2 separate regions of the Rattus norvegicus genome follow, and region 2 is linked to region 1. Evidence: chromatin contacts called from public Hi-C data. All regions are on one chromosome and are shown on one strand. Each heading gives the region's core, a stretch centred on a gene start, on an enhancer-like site or on the middle of the called end of the contact. The rest is flanking DNA. Distances are from core to core; before and after follow the strand shown. Region 1 holds the start of Shb (SH2 domain containing adaptor protein B). Region 2 has its middle 80 kb from the start of Shb.

The links. A called contact is a pair of places that touch in the nucleus more often than the background predicts.
Region 2: a contact with region 1 is called in a Hi-C map of Schwann cells, with 5 times the contacts expected there. The contact joins the enhancer-like site here to the promoter of Shb in region 1. A contact is called at or near these places in 8 of 12 Hi-C or Micro-C datasets (the Rat2 cell line, Schwann cells, frontal cortex and 4 more).

The regions. Positions count from the first base shown.
Region 1 is chr5:64,578,210-64,584,045 of GRCr8, forward strand. It overlaps Shb (SH2 domain containing adaptor protein B), which reads right to left and starts at 2,863. Exons shown (of 6, transcript NM_001427398.1): 1 at 1,626-2,863. The coding sequence starts at 2,318.
Region 2 is chr5:64,658,097-64,663,461 of GRCr8, forward strand. No RefSeq gene overlaps it. Among named protein-coding and RNA genes, the nearest start is that of Shb, 80 kb to the left of the region's middle. Within about 2 kb of position 3,250, at least 35 of the 93 cell types and tissues checked have an H3K27ac peak or open chromatin away from gene starts, as enhancers often do. A contact at or near this core is called in Schwann cells, kidney, liver and 1 more, where this site is marked.

The sequences.
Region 1 (5,836 bases), core at 1,613-4,112:
ACCTGTAAGTCTTAACTAACTGGGAAAAAAAATGTTTACAACAATCTTGAAAGCAGCACAAAGACTTCAGAGAGAGCAGGCTGAACCACAAGCAGTAAACAAAGAAAGTCTGCCTGAGGGGCAGTGGTCTTGGGCAACAACAGGATGCTGAGTCAAGTGAGGTGGGCTGTAAACCTCTCTGGAAAGCTCTTTCCTCACTCTTACAGGTAAAAGCTGCAGGCTCTCCCAGTGAGCACACCAAACTCAGCCTGAGCCACATACAAAGCTGCAGGAGGCTTGCCTTCCGGAAACCATCAAACGGGAGCCCAATAGCGCAGCACTCATCAGGGACCTCTCTCTCCTATGGCCCCTATGGTGACTGTGTGAGTCACCAGGGCTTCTAGCTCACTGTTATCAGTATGCCATCTTGGGTACTTGGGAAGCTCGCAGAGTACGAGATTCCAAGGTGTGTGCCTACACCGTTACAGGGGACACACTAAGCTCCTTCAGGCTGCGCACACCATCCATCCTGGGTGGGCGACGCAGAATGACCCCAGGGAGAAGACCAGTCAGAAGACTTTCTCTGGAAGGCATCCTCCTCACCTCTCTCTCCCCCACCTCTCCCATAAAATAAAAAGAGCCCTTGCCAAGCACCCGCTGTGACAGGCAGAAAATGTCTCCCTGCTAGGATATCCAATCTCTATCAGTCCAGGCAAAAGTTTGAGCTCCCAAGGAGGGTGTGGGGGGAGAACACAGGCAGAGCAAAGGGGCCTGACAGCCAGGCAACCCTGCTCTAAAGCTCTCTCTCTCACACACACACACTGGGCCTCAGATTTAATCAAAACACTGCCTCCAAAAGAAATAGGCAGAACAAGTATTTTTATGGGGGAAGGGATGCTAACTCCAGAGTGTGAAGGGAAGGAAGAGTAGAGGGGCCTGGCTGTAATTAACTCCCTTGTTATGAAGCAGGGAACAAGATGGTCTGGTAGATTGAGCAGGGGACTGTCACAAGGCTCCTTCTCTCCTGAAACAGTACTACAGGGATGGAATCAGGAAAGAAGTCTCTTAAGCAGACCGCCTGCGGAGCTGGGAGAGAGGGTAAATAGTCAGATGGCTAAGTTCTCTGGGAAGATGAACCTTTACACCGGAAAAGCCTGCGTGGGGGTTCCCAATACAAAAGGCCGCTTGGCTTCGGAAACCTGGCACGCAGAGTGGGACGTTTAGAAGCATTTACATACACACGGTCAGGGACTTCCAGTAAGGAAAACTATAACCCAGAGATTACCTTTCCGACTCTGGACTTCAATTCCCATCTGCATGTGGGAGGGGGGACCATTACTGGAACCCGGGGTAAACAAAAGTAAATGCTCTTTTAGGCCAGCCGCTGCTGACTTTACTAGGGGAGCTGGAAGGGCTGGCTGGGTATGTCTTCTGGGTAAAATTAGGCGGGGTGCTCTCGCTCTGGCTCTGGGATCCGTAAGGGTGCGTTTGGGGAGCAGAAACCAAAGAGACGGAGTCTAATTAACCATCTGGCAGAATGAGCGCTGTAGCCTAGACCCCAGGATGCCAGAGCAAAGTTGGTGGAAGGGATGGGAAACGTGGCGGTGCCTCAGTTTCCCATGCGCACCAGTAGCTTTGGATCTTACCTTGTCTTTCTGACCAGCTCCGGTCTCCTCGGCGGCGCACTTGTTGAGCAATTTTTTGCCTCCGCAGGTCGTCGGGCTCCAGGTGCGGCCGCCAGAGCACACGCCTCCCGGAGGGTCCCCCGCAGCGCCCGCGCTCTCCACTTTGATGAGTCGGTGCTTAGGGGAGATGTAGCGCACCTCCGCCGGCGTGGCCGGCCGCCGCTCGCTGCTGCTCCGGTAGAGGTGCGGGGAGCCGGATGATGAGGATGAGGACGCGGCGGCGCCCGCTCCCGCCGCCGCACAGCAGCAGCCCGCAGCGCCTGCCGCCGCCGTGAAGGCGCGCTGGCCCCCGCCGGGGTCCCCGCCGCCGCCGCAGTAGTCCAGGCGGCACATGGCGCGCAGTTTGCGCAGCGACGAGCCCGGCCCGTTGTACGGGTCCTCGAAGTCGCGCTCCTTCTGCGCGCGGTAGGCGCGGATGAGGTCACTCGTGCTGCCGCTGTCGTCGGGCAAAGAGCCCGACGAGGCGGAGAAGCAGGCGGCGGCCGACCCACAGGACGCCGAGGACGCAGAGCAGGCCTGCGGCACGGCCTGCGGGGGCTGCTCGCGCCGCTCACCCCGGCGCCGCTGCTCGCGGTAGTCCGGCCTCGGCGGCTGCGGTGGACTCTTGGTCTTGCTGTTGCCTAAGCTGAAGTACTTGTTCAGCCACTTGGCCATGGCGAAGGGCCGCCTAGGGCCGCGGCGCGCGAGCCCCGTCCGCCGCCGCGGCCATTCGGGGGACAACACTGCCGCCCAGTCCCGCAGCGCCTCTGCCCCGGTGGGGGGCGTGCGGGGCACCGGTCGCCAAGTTCAAGTTCTCGCAGCCGCCGCCTCCTGCCGGCCGCCGCCCGGCTCTGGCCGCTGTTGCACAGCCCTCCGCCCCTGCTGCGCGCCGGCCGAGCTTCGGATCTCGCGCCCCTCACAGACGAGTCTCATAGGGCCCGGGGGCCGCCTAGAGCGGAAGGCCGGGCGCCCCCCGCCGTGCACACCCGCACCCAGCGCCCCCACCCTCGCGGAGCGCGCCCCTGCCCCGTGCGAGCCTCCGCCAGCTGCGGGCTTCTCGAGTGCACTGGGGCGAGCCCGGCCCCACCGCGGGTCAGAAAGCAAGAGAGCGAATGAGAGAGGCGGCCGGCGCCTGGCGGAGCCCGCGAGCCCTTGCCCGTCCCGGCGGCGCCTGGCGCTGCCGCTGCCTCTGCCGCCGCCTCCCGAGCCGCCGCGTGTGTGACACTCCGCCGCCAGAACCCGCCCTGCGCCGCGGTCCTGCCCCTTCCCGCAGGCCCCACCCCTCCACCAATGCCCCGCCTCCTCCTAGACCCCGCCTCCCGCGTGCGGTCAGGAACCTCCCCCCTGCTGCACGAGCCACCTCCTGCGGCCGCCTGGGCGCCAGCCCCTGGGTCGTGCCCGAGGGCGTCCTCGTCCTGCTGCTTGGCAGGCCCGGCCTCCCTCCAGCTGAGACTGCGGCTCCTGGAGGCCCGAACAGTCAGCACAGTCAGTCCTTGGGGGCCCGCGCGCCGTGCACTCTAGGAATGGATGCCCACCTTCGAGGTGATAGGCGGGCAGGACTAACGCACGACCTCTAGTTGACCGAGAGGACTGTGCAGGGGAGATACCCTTATTGAGAGAGTGCCTGTCTCTCTTCTCTTTAAAGGGACAGAGACTCCGGTTCAGCTTATCCGGTGCCGCGTCTTCGAATAATTCTTTATGCTAATGAGTGTATTAGCAATCCAGATGACGGATGCGGACGCGATAGGTGGCTGGGACCAGGCGGGGCACCAATCCGGGAGCAAGGCTAAGGGGAGGTCGGAATGTTTGCTTACCTTTTCACCTTGTAGGAAGTGGGGCTTTAACCCTGTTCACTGCCAACTTAGTGGAACCAGCTATGTAAACATTTAACGCTTAAGGTTACCGGAGCTGGCGAGGCTCTATTTAATCCAGAGACAGTTTTACAGATGGAGAAACTGAGGCCCCGAGGTAAATTACATGAATAGACTTGGATACCCCCCTGTGATCTGGTGGCACTATAATGATGTACCTAAGACAATGTAGTTACTATTCCAAACGAGAAGAAACCCAGGCCAAAGAGGAGTGGCTTTCCTATGAATCTGCTCTCAGGGGGGTAGTGTGAGCCTTGTCAAGACCAAAATATTGCCTGAAAATGAGGTACTTGCCTTTTAGACCTAAGTTCTGTTTGGAACTTCTATTGGGCAACCCTCCCCCCTAACAACCCGCCACCGCCCGCTTTGAGTACCTCCTTTTGAGTACCTGGGAGCTGAACCATTCCTTTAGAATGCTGATTTGCGTAAAAAAGAGCACTGTGACCGTAATTTCACCTGTCACCTGTACATTATATATGAGTTTGGCACACTGGTTTTCCTGTGTCCTATAGGAGCAGTAACCTATTGAAATAGACAGTAAGTCCAGGAATCTGCTAGAGCTGGAGGTCAGGCTCTCATCCTGAGACTTCGGGACCTGGTGAGCCACAATGTACTTCTTCCAAGCTCCCCCTGGGGCCTACCAGGCTCAGGCCCCAGCAAGACTACACTGGAGAAAAACAGACCCAGGACTCTGAAGGCTCTGCTCTACCTACTCAGCCACGCACAGTCAGACTCCTTGCCTCTTGTGTTCCCTAAGGCCCCTTGAATGTTCCAAACCCCACTGTTAGCCCACACCCCAACAATCTCAGATAACAACATCACCACTTACTTCTACCCGAGACCTATTCATTTAGCATCCCTAGGAAACAGTCTTAAACTCTGCACACATGACAAAGCTGAACCTTTGGTGTCTGGAACACAGGGAGAGGCCCCAGAAGTCGATGCTAAGATGTTTATTTTGGGTATCCCTAGACTTAAATGTCTCAAATTACCCTTTAAATCCTCACTCTGCTGTACAAGCACTTAATCATCCTGCAGGGAGGGAGGCCCCAATTAAGAAAAAGAAAAAACCTGAAAGGCCAGGACATCCTTGTTTCAAGCCCCACCTCCAACCGGCTCCCTCCCTTCAGATTCTAGGCTCAGGAAGGAAAGGAGGCCAGATCCTGGCAGTAAGCCAGGCCACCTGGGCCAAGAACGCTGTCCCTAGGATCTGGAGGCCTGTTCCCCGTTCCCCACATGTGTGCTGCACATGGAAACATTATCTCGCTTTTCTGAAGGTTTATGAAGAGAAGTTGTGTTTCACAACTTACTTTTCACATTCCGCTTTCAGCTGGCCACGGCGTCAAGAGTTGTCTCTCCTGTAATGCTTCTTCTGGGCTATAATTTGCAAGCCAGAATTATTGTAATGCTATAGTATTATGCCAAGAACTTCCAGAGTCCCTGGGTAACTGCCTGGCCCCTAAAACACTGTCTATAATTAACCCGAGTCAGTACCCCCGCAATCTGATCTTATTCCTGGCTTACAGATGGAGTGGCCAGCCTAAAGTGGTATTTACTTGATACAAGCAAGAAGTCTATGGGTGTTTTCCTCTGGGAACGTATAGAGACACACCTTCAGAGATGGAGTCAGAAATGGTAGTTCTGAAGAGAAACAGAGAATCTCCAGGAAGATGGTAAGGAAGCATCATGTCCAGTGTTTCGGGGGAGTCAGAATCTTGTGAGAAAATCATCGATACATCAGGGAGATGGACACACTCTCTCTCAATTCAGTCACAGCTTCTTGGGTTTACAGAGGGGAAACTGAGTCAAGAGGAACAGCTGCAATTGATAACCATTTTCAACCTATGTAATGCTGTAAATAAAGCCTCCCTTGCCCCCTCTCTTTGGTGTCAGAGATCCATAACAGGACTTCACATTTGGTGTACTACCGAGTTCTACTCCCCACCCCTGCTTTGACATTGTTGCTGTTCATGTCCCCCCTCCCTGCCCTGCCCCGGTTTTCATGGGGGCAGGGTGTGTAGATAGCAATGTTTCGGGTTCTGCCCTGTCTCAGCTTCCCCTATTAGACAGACCAAGGGCAACAGGCCAAACGTGGCAGCTGCTTTGTCTGTCCCTCCGTCTAGTACCAGGACAAAGAAATGGCATTTGTAGAGAGGCTCCAAATGATGTCACTAACTCCAGGGGTTCATCTACTCCTTATATAAAACACCATCCAGTCCACTGGAAGTCACCCCTCCAATCTTTGTGTTTGCAGCAGGGTCTCGGTTACCTCAAGCTGGACTCAGACTCATAAACTGAGTATGTTGGTGAGGCCAGCCTCAA
Region 2 (5,365 bases), core at 2,000-4,499, 80 kb after region 1:
TACAGATGGTTGTGAGCCACCACATGGCTGCTGGGAATTGAACTTAGGACCTCAGGAAGAACAGTCAGTGCTCTCAACCACTGAGCCATCTCTCCAGCCCTGACTAAATACTTCTAAGTCTTGTCTTTATGATCAATATCTGGAAAAGTCCAAGCCAAGATGTCAAGCACTAGACTGGAATGACCAGAAACAGATGCTGGAGTTACTCTGAGCACAGAAACCAGAGGCAGAACTGCTGAGGCAGCAGGGAAATGGAGAATTTTGCATCCCATATAAGCTGAGAAGAGCCTGGCTCCTGTCCACCCTCTGTTCTCAGGGCTCCCAAACTGTTCCCTCCGGCTAATCACCACAGCCACTTCTCTGGGGACTGAGCCCAAGGCAAAGACTGTATTCATGGTTCTGACCCTGTGAATCCCTAGGAGGAATAAGGACCTCTCCAATGGGTGTGCTCAGCCTCAAATAGGAGGGTCTGGGCTTCCGGGTAGGAGGATAGCTGAGAAGCAATGGTTCTCCATGGAGAGCTGAGTGCCTTCCTGTGAGGGGGCAACTGTCGTATAGACTCCAGGGCAGCTGTTTTGCTAAAACTTCTCTAGTAACCATGGAACGGAGGAAGTAGAAACTCTCAGGATTCGTAGCCCGTAAAAAACATAGGCCCACAACACACGATGAAGGGCCCGCAGATGCCCTGACGCTGTAACTTACAGCGAGACAGAACTTTGAGAAGAGCTGCTGAGGAAGACACTGTGATTCAGAGCCTGAGGGGCTTGGACATCTAATGAGGTACCAGGAGCCCATAAAGATTTAGATAAGAATGATTTACCCATTTAGGATGCCCAATCAGTCTCGGCACCTCCTTCAAAGGGATGCTTCTTCTGCTACTTCTCTGAATACCTCTGAGTTGATGCAGACAACAGCCAGTCCATGGGACGCAGAGTCCCCAGACTGTCCAATTAGAAACCATCAGCCCTTTGCCTGTCTGAAACTCAACTTGAAATTTAGTCTGCACGCAGTACTGGGAAGGTGATTAGGGCCCTGTCCGCATGAATACATCCCCCCATGTGTGTGACTAATGGATTTATGGATTAGCAGGCCCTCATTATCTCCAAAACAGATCTTCAGTACAAATCTGTTGGCCGGGTCTCTCAGGAGCATCTTTCTTCTCACTATGTGGTACCCTGGGCCACCTTGGAACGTTACCAGCTAGAGGGCTGTCAGCAGATACCTCGAGCCATGAGCCACAGGCTAAAACAAAATGAACTCCCTTTCTTTAAAACTTAAGTTTACCCACCCTGCGGTTTTCTGTTGTTGGTAACAGGGAACAGATTAAGAAGCTAGCTACCATAGGGAACTGGGATGCTATGAATAAAGAGTTGGGAATGTCTTTATGGAAGGGAAAGCTGGAGCCTAGAGAGACCAGTGACTCTTTTCAAAGTCCCACAGTGTTTGGGGTTGAAGAGATGGCTCGTTGGGGTAGAAATCTCGGCTTGTGTCCAGACAAAACACAAAGGGCCAACACTGTTTCACATGGAAAGGTTTAATGAGAGAAGAAGAGTAGAAGAGGAGAGGAGTAAAGGCCGGCCATGCGCATGTGGAGGGAAGAAGGGAGGGGAATGGGGACAAAGGGGAAGAGGGCAAGAGGGCAAGAGCAAGGAGCAAGAGCAAGAGAACAAGAGGAAAGAGAAGAGAAGAGAGAGAAGAGAAGAGAAAAGAGAAGAGAAGAGAAGAGAAGAGAGAGAAGAGAAGAGAAAAGAGAAGAGAAGAGAGAGAAGAGAAGAGAGAGAAGAGAAGAGAAGAGAGAGAAGAGAAGAGAAGAGAGAGAAGAGAAGAGAAGAAAATGAGGAGGGGGCAAGGAGCCCCTTTTATAGTGAGTCAGGCATACTTGGCTGTTGCCAGGTAACTGTGGGGCAGAGCATACTTGGCCGTTGCCAGGTAACTGTGGGGGTGGAGCTTAGACAGAATACCAACATAGCTTAGTGGTTAAGAGCATTGGCTGCTCTTTCAGAGGACCCAGGTTCAATTCCCAGTATCCACTTGGCAGCTCATAACTGTCTCAGGGGATCTGATGCCCTCTTCTGACCTGTGTTAGTACCAAGTACACATATGGTGCACATGCATGCATGAATACATACATACATACATACATACATACATACATACATACAGGTAAAACACACACACACACACACACACACACACACACACACACACACACACATACGCACAGTGGGTTGCCTGGGATTATTAGTGCCACTGATGAGTCTGGTGGGAAGGGAAGAGAAGGGTAGGTCTCTTCCGGAAGAAGATCCCACACATTGCTTGCAGCTAGAGAGTGTGAGAACACAAATAGTATCTTCTGGGGCTCTGGCTCCCTCGCCGTTTTGAACTTCATTTTCCTAAATGCAAGGATGTATTAGGATATCTTCAGAATCTTTACTGTCGTCTCAGCAATTAAGAATAAGCCTATTAGAACGTGGTGACTGAGTCGTGAGAGGGATTAAAAGCTGCATTTGTGTTAAGCTGTGACATTCCCGGGGGTCAGGAAACACAAGGGCGAGAAAGAAGACACTGTGTGAGGATCTAAAAAACAAAGGGCTTGGTGTGGCTGGGACCTTTGGCCTGAGCAGGGAATCTTAAATTCTGTTACACTCATGGATTTATGTTTATTGTAAATCATGTTTGCTTATTATAAACAGCAATAACGATAACAGAAAAATAACAAACCCAGGAGGAGGCAGACCCTCATGCAGGACAACAGTGACTGCCTATTGCACTGCCCCAAGCCTCCCCATAGTAACTATTTTAAAATCGGGGTCAGCTTTTCCCATAGCATGTGTATGCGCGTGTGTGCATGTGTGTGTGTGTGCATGTGTGTGTGTATGTGTGTGTGCGTGTGAGTGTGTGTGTGAGTGTGTGTGTGAGTGTGTGCATATGAGTGTGTGCGTGTGTGTGTGAGTGTGCGTGTGTGAGTGTGCATGTGTGCGTGTGTGAGTGTGTGTGCGTGTGTGTGAGTGTGCATGTGTGTGTGTTGAATAGTCTCCAGAGACATGAACTTGGATGGCTCCGCAGTCCACAGAAAGCCTGTGGCATAATTTATGAGTCTGTTGCTGGGTCATTTCCAACTTTTCAATATTACAAATCGCACAATGATGAATGTCTTGGTGTGTAAATCTGAGGCACCGCCTGACAGGCTGCGCTCTGTTCCCAGCAGTGGGAGCGCTGAGCGAAGCCTGGCTGTCCTACCCTTTGGCACTAGGCCCCAGGCCCTGCCCAGCTCCGCCCCAGCTCTTGGCCACAGCCTCGGTATCCTGGACGATGACCTAACAGGGCAGAGGAGGGGACGCCTGGATCTGGGATGGCTGCCTAACTCTGCGCCTTGACCAAGTGCCTCTGCCTTTATTGACCTCAGTTTTCCCAGCTCATTGGGTTTGGATTTTAGTTAAGAAGTTTTGTGATTAAAAAGAGAATCCATGTAGAAGCTCATTATGTAAAATGACTGAAGGGCTGGAGGGGAGGCTCAGTGGGGCGCACTAGCCTCAGGCCTGTGAGGCCCTGAGGTTAATCCACAAGAAAAGAGAGGAAAGCAGATAGATAGACCACACATTTGAGGTTAGCCTGGGCTACATGGCAAGACCCTGTGTCAGAGCAAATAAACGACGATGACAAAAAAAAAAAAAAAAAATCTAGCAGAAACAAATAAAACCAAGTGAGCAGAGCCAGGGTCAGACCTCCGCCTGAGCAATCATCCAAACAAAATGATGGTCTTACGCTTCGCACTGGATGCTGGGGACAGCCTGAGCAATATGTTTAAATACATGGGTTGCAGTGCCGCAGGGCCTTGCTGACTTACCTCACTAAAGCTGACACCATCCACCGGCTGCTTTGTTTTTTATGACATCCGTCATTTATATTCTCCGCTGTCTGCTCCCATGCTGCCTGAGTTGCCCCAGGCTCTGTCTGTTCTACTCACGGGCCTGTCTGATTCAACCTTGACCAGTGAGCATCCCCCAACCCTAGCCCTTGTGGCTCTCAGGCCCTTTGCATCCTGTCTGGGACCTGTGGCCTCGGTCTACTCTAGAAAGTCCCTCCACTGTGGTCACTGTAGACAGCCGTCAGCTGACGCCGGTGCCGAGCTCCTAGGGTGTGTGAACAGCACACTCAGAACCTGGTCCTGATCTTCCGCTTGGTCCTTACAACCCAAACTGCCATTTTACAGAGGAGAAGACTGAGCTTGGGTGCTAGGCTGTGGTCCACAAATACTCCTGTATTCACCTAAAGCCTCCATGTGCTGGAAAGACCAAGATCCCTACCTGGTACGGGAAGTTGAAGTATTGTCTACTATTGACATGTGGCTTCCTGTGTGTCCCCGAATCTGGGACCCAGCAAGGTATCCACAAGCCCCCGGAGGGAGACCCCATAATGGAGAGGCAAGCCATGATTCTGACCCTCTGGGGGACCCATGCCATGTGCCTCTCTGTAACTCCAGGTCCTAGACTGAGCTGACTATCACAGTCATGGCTGATCCAGAACGGAGGTGACTGTCACTGGGAGCCTTGTGAATGAGGTCATCAAATCACTTCATCTGCTGCCATCCAAATCCGAGCAAGTGCCAGAGAGAGTAGGTGCTCATGAAGTTATCATGGGTTCTGCCCTTCAAACTGAAAAGGGATGAGTATGAAGAGGGTGAAAGGGAGTTCTGGTCCCCAGTCCTGGCTTTGCTACCCACCGATTGGTGCTATAGACATGACCCCTTTCCCTCGATGCTCAGTTTCTGTACCTGCGACATCGAGGTTTGGTCCCCCATGTGCTTGGAAGCTGTTATCTGTCAGTCTGTCTCCCTTCTCCTGCATTCGGAAGTTCAGAGTGTCTGTGGGCTATGACTGCCCCTGTGGTTTACCTTGCCTACCTGCTCGTGAAATCTTTGTGCCCAGGGACCATGTCTGAACCACCTGCCTCTTCTAGGGTGCAGCCTGCACACCTCAGCTGGCTTCTGACTGAAGTGGAGGTGAAGAGGCTGTGGTGGGGGCTGGCTGCCCAGCATTTCCATCTGCCCATCTGTCTATCGTGGTGGACTTCAGTTCTGGGAGGGGGGCTGTCAGGGATACTGTCTGTTGTGTGTGACCTCGATAGCATTTTCCTGTGTGAGTCAGGGTTTGTCTGGGCTATGGCAGACAGTGGCACCCCAGGCTTTTGTAATCAGCTTTGAGATCTGTCAGCTCAGACATCCTGGGCTTTGGGGGCTCAGGGGACTATTTACAGTTTATCTCTGCGTCTGCAGAGTCAGGTGCAAAGCAGAGGCAGTGATCAGTAAGTGGGCCTTTGCTGCCGACTTCCTTCCCTCCCACCCTATATAAAGCTTTGTTTAATC